Linked DNA regions of Cyprinus carpio: region 2 is linked to region 1. Evidence: chromatin contacts called from public Hi-C data. All regions are on one chromosome and are shown on one strand. Each heading gives the region's core, a stretch centred on a gene start, on an enhancer-like site or on the middle of the called end of the contact. The rest is flanking DNA. Distances are from core to core; before and after follow the strand shown.

The links. A called contact is a pair of places that touch in the nucleus more often than the background predicts.
Region 2: a Hi-C map of red blood cells shows a contact between it and region 1, with 4 times the contacts expected there. The contact joins two enhancer-like sites. A contact is called at or near these places in 2 of 8 Hi-C or Micro-C datasets (liver and red blood cells).

What each region holds. Positions count from the first base shown.
Region 1 is chrB11:19,223,177-19,225,906 of ASM1834038v1, forward strand. No RefSeq gene overlaps it. Among protein-coding and RNA genes, the nearest start is that of LOC109110205, 20 kb to the right of the region's middle. Within about 2 kb of position 1,400, at least 2 of the 8 cell types and tissues checked have an H3K27ac peak or open chromatin away from gene starts, as enhancers often do.
Region 2 is chrB11:19,291,074-19,293,803 of ASM1834038v1, forward strand. The region is part of intron 18 of si:ch211-51h4.2; the gene reads right to left. The region is part of intron 2 of LOC109110205 (F-box-like/WD repeat-containing protein TBL1XR1); the gene reads left to right. Among protein-coding and RNA genes, the nearest start is that of LOC109110205, 48 kb to the left of the region's middle. Within about 2 kb of position 1,383, at least 3 of the 8 cell types and tissues checked have an H3K27ac peak or open chromatin away from gene starts, as enhancers often do.

The DNA.
Region 1 (2,730 bases), core at 150-2,649:
CTTCTTTTCATCTGTATAAGTCTTAAATTAATTGGAATGTGAACAAACTCTGTAAACAGACACACTGTAAACAATATGTAGCCTATGCTATATATATATATATATATATATATATATATATATATATATATATATATATATATATATATATATATATATATATATATATATATATATATATATATATATTTATAATGTTTATGTTTTGGATGGCTGATTAATCCCACATATGCACTGCATGTTTTAGCTAATTAGCTCACTGGCAAAGCAGTTCAGTTGACCAGACTTTTGCAGCTCAATCCCCAAATATAGCCTACTATAATTTGCTTATTTGCATAAAGACACATTTCCTGTGGGGACTGGCTTAAAATAGTTCTCTGTATCACAGCAGACATGAAAAACAAAACAAAAAAAAAACACAAAAAAAAAACAGTAATAACCATGCTCTGGTAAATCGTTGTTACATAAACTTTAAAATAATGACATACGAAGTCATAACTATGAAAAAAGTCAAAATTGACAACAATTTTGACATTAAAAAACAACATAAAAACATAACCTATTGATAAAGTATAAACATATTTTGAAGAATGTACAGAACAAACAGCTGACAGAAGCCACTGACTTACACAGTATTTTTCCATACAATGGATGTCAATGGCTATCATGCAACTGTACTTCAAAATATCTTGTTTCGTGTTCAATAGAAGTATTAAGCTTATACAGGTTTGGGACAACCTGGTTGGTTCCTCCTGGTAGCTACTCTACCACTAAGGTAATCTGATGGCAAAAGATCTTGTTCCATTGGTAGTAGGCAGTTTTGTGCTGTAGGAAAGACTTAATTAGATTGAGGTTTCCTGATTTCACATCAAGTCAAAACAACTGGAAGAACTGGCTGAGAAGCTCTTGATGAGGCCATCTCTCTGCTAGAGTGAGTTAGCACTTAACCACATGATCAGGATCTTTTCCCTTGTTTCTTTTTATACTGTTGTTCTTCCTTATTTACTTCAAAAACATCTGCCGAAAGTCTGGATGACATTTTAAAGTTAAAGAGGATCAGATGTCTAGCACTCCTCAACCTTCCCCCAGCAGACCTACACCATCACCCGCAATATATTAATTAAAAACAGTGCACTTACTCCTCTGTGTGCCCGAGTGTGTGTGTTTCTGAGTGTTTGATATTGTATTTAGGGAGACATCAGAGACTCAATGACTGGAAAACTCACGTCAGGTTTCCTCAGCTTGTCTCCAGACCCCTTATGAGACACAGATCCCACCCCGTCTCCAGCTCTCTTTTTGCAATAATGAAAAATTGACCTGCTTAGAGCATCTAACCACAACGCTCTCCCCAGAGGTCTCTCTCCATTACAGTTAATTTATGTATCTCACAATGGCAGTAGCAGACCAGTGTAATCTTTCTAAAGACAGTAATGAAGATCCATTAGATGTTAGTAGGAATGTTCTGCAGGAGAAAGAGAAGAAGATGCATATGGAGCATTAATACACTGCGTTTCATTCAACTTCTCCTTATCCTCTCTAGGGTCACTTAACTTATTGAAATGAAAATGCTGAGAAGTGCAAAGGAGACACAATGAGAACCAGCTGTAATCAATGCAAAACATCAAACGTAAAGTGTGGAGTAATGTCACATTCCATTTAAAGTCATTTTTACAATCTCCAGATTTAGATCTCACAAGCACTGCATTTTAAGTACCACGTAAAAATTAAATAAAGTAACCAATTATCATTTTAATATTCATTTTTAATAAGTTAGAAATCTAAATAATGAAGCACTGTTCAAAAGTGACAAATAGATAGACATATTTAAAACGGTTTGTTTAATGTCAAGTTTATTATTATAATTAATGTATTAAAGTATAGTTAATTGAGTAAATAAATAATGAACTGATATGAAAAGAAAAATGCAATCTAAAAAATCAGTTATTGATGTATTATTTATTTTTACATTCAAGTAACATTCTAAACATGAATTAAATGTTTATTTATTAACACTCTAAACATTAATTCATTGTCTATTTATTTGTCAATTTGAACAGTTTTTTCATCTATTTTGTGCTCTAACTGTATTTTTATATGTGAACAGAATAAACAGGGTTGTGCTTATTTATTTGTCATTTTAAGATGTTATTTATTAATAAGTGTAAAATAAAATAATGTAGCATAATAACATTTAAATTTGATTAATTGATAATTCATTGATTATTAATTGATAAAATGGTAAAAAAAAAAAAAATGTTGTTGTTTTTTTCTTGTGGGGATAGGACCTTTAATCATCCATGTTCCTTTGTCTAATGCACATGTGTGGATGTATCGGGGAATAAAATATGGCATCCATTAGTCCAGTAGTTGTTCAGTTCTCAAGAAAAAAGCCTCCTCGTAACCTGATTGTGGAGGATAAACAACACATCCATGTGGGGGGAGTTACGACAGATAGTTACGCTGTCTTAGACACCCCAGTTTGACCAAATTCTAAGGCAACACTGCATATATCTTTCACACATAAAGCAGTCTCTGAATGCTCAGCTAGGAGGCAAATGTTTTGTTTGTTTTGTTTTTCCTAGTAGAAGTGTTGAACATGAATATTGAATGCAGACTAATGCTGAGATAATAAGCATACAATGTTAATTTTATGTTCTGAAACACCTAAATGTTTACAGCATTTGACCCACATTCCTGCTCAAAGCCGGGCAGAACAATCTCAAAAGGCTT
Region 2 (2,730 bases), core at 133-2,632, 68 kb after region 1:
AATATAAGAAACAGCAGAATTAATTTATTTTTTCTTTGATTTGTTTCCTAAAAAGAAAAAATAAAGACTGACATCTTTATTTAACCTAAATCTGTAATTATAGTTATTTAATTTTAATTATATAATTCATATAAGCTACATTTAATTTATATAATTTCATATCATTTAGTTATATAATAATAATCATACACATAATTTGATTTAATAATAACCCAGTTTGAAGCAAAAACAGAATGTTCTGACAAGCTTTGTGAAATTATACCACATACACTTTTCAAAAGACAGTCAGCTCCCCTCAGAAACACATTCATATAAACCCCCAAATCAATATTGAGGATTTTCTTCCAATAGTTTGTGCATCATGAACAGTGAGTGATCTGCCTCCTACAGTATTTTTCTTTGTGTATCCGTCTTCAGCGTCTCTGGCCTGTGTTAACGGGCGTTATCAGACTTCATATTTTCACATAAATTACATTTTGGAAAATAACTGCATTGCAACGCCGTTTGTGCAAGTCCAGAACAGAGAGTTGCAATAAGGCAAAAAATGGTTGGTTGCCGATCGCGTAAAGGCCAGAGTATATTTCGGCCGTCTGCACACCGTCGGCATTACGTTATTTTCGTCTTCAAGAGGGCTTGCAGACAGCCGCGCTGTGCACGTGTCGAGCTCATCCGTCCGCGCTCATCTGCGGTTGAGTATACCGTTTAAAGCTGTGTGGACGCGGCTGTGCGCGAGACGGAAAGGAATGCTGAATGTGAAGTCTACCCGAGTCAATTATTTGAGATAACGTACGAATATAAGTATTTAGAATGATCTTAATGTTAACTCTAGTATTATTGTTTGTTTAAACATTTTTGTGAGTTAAGATGTGTGCAAAATATTTTTCTTGGTTACACCACATGACATTGGTAGAGTCATTAATTTTTTTTTTTTTGATTTTTGTTGTTAATTAACATTATTATTATTAATATTATTATTATGTTTAGATTTAATAATTAATGGAGTTCATATTTTTGATAATGTTGATACATTTATGGATTAATTCATGATATTTGTAAAAACAAAAAATAATAATAATTATTATTATTATTACTATATTTTTATTTTGAAGATACTCTTATTTGTCACTTGAATGCATTTAATCATTCTGGAGCTGGAAGAAAATGACTTCATCACCGTTTCTGATTTGCAGACTCCTTTCTGCATGACCTTCTTTTACATTATGGCTATAAACTGGCCTGTTATCAGTCCGTAACTTGATAGCCATCCGTTACACCTTTCACCCAAACCGGTTAAATAGCATTTCCTCTCAGACTTCCCCTCAGCCTTGAATAACATAGTACAAACTCCCTCACCCCAAGTGCATGTGCTCCACTGTTACGCAACCCACGCCGACTTTGATTATACAATGATTACACTACACACCAAGCATCCTCCAGTGTACCAAAATGTTGTTCAAGGCAGAGAACTTATCGTGATATTTGCATTCCTAAAGGCGATTTACGAGGCACAGATGGCGATATATCTCATGGAGGTCTGTGACCCGTTTCAATAAAAGCTCTTTCTGTGTCACGTCTACAAGGGAATTTCCCCACCCGTGGTTTCTTTACTTGAACTAATGTTGCAGACTGTAAATGCCTGGAGTTCCCTGCTCAGTTTTACAGGCTAGGTGGTCCTGAATAGCAGGGGTGATACATTGGAAGGTAGCGTTCCTCCTCAGTATTGACTCAGCCACTCGATAATATAGATAAGCACTCTGCACATTTTGCAGGGATTTAATTTGGCTATGCTGTGAGATAAAACGCATCGATCAGGTGGCACAGTTCTACCTGATTTGATTGGATGCCGCAGTATCTCTGTTATCTGATTGGCCTCGACACACTGCCTTTTGATGATGTTCCTATTTGCATGCGTTTGCATATTTTATGAAGGGAACGCAAGACGGGCAACACTAATGTTCCAGAAGTTCAGCCAGCTAACTGAGCGTTCATCAGCAGGCTTAATGTTACTCAAAAACAAGCTGTAGTCGGTTAATAAGGGAGCAGGTAGGTGTTACGTCACACGACGGCACTGTCTACAAATAGATCTAAACCCCATCGCTCAAAAAAACGATTTGCAAGCAAGAACCTGAGGAGGCGGCGAAAACCATCCCTCTTGCAAGCAAACCACATCCTATGACTGTAAACGCAGAGCAATGGGGGAACACTTTCCACTTCACTTCTCTGTATAAATAAGGATGTGATCTGGAATGGCGGACACCGAGGTCATGAGGAAATGGGTCACTTTTCAGAATTAGCCCACTTGTAGTTATGCAGCATTTCGATGTGGAACTGAAAATATGTTTGTGCTCGATGATGCTCTTTTCTGGAGAAAGTCCAATGCTGAGCGGACGTCTTGAAATTGTGGCATAATATAGAGCACGAATGAAATATTATTTGAATAAACAACCCTAAAGTGTATGCAAACAAATGACCTTGAGAATGTAATGTGTTGCTTGTCTGCTTTAAATCGCAATTTAACCAGTATTTAGAGAGTGTCAAATCTAGGTCAGGTTTAATTTCAAGTAAATGTTCCTGCGCCAAAAAATTCAACACATCTGTTAGCTCTAACGGACAATTTGGCAGCTCTGTAAAGCCAAAGTCACAATGAATCCAAGTGTCAAACTCAAGTAAACAGAAGTATTCTGTAGTAGCCCTCATGTAAACATTTTCAGTGGCAGATGCTTTTACTGC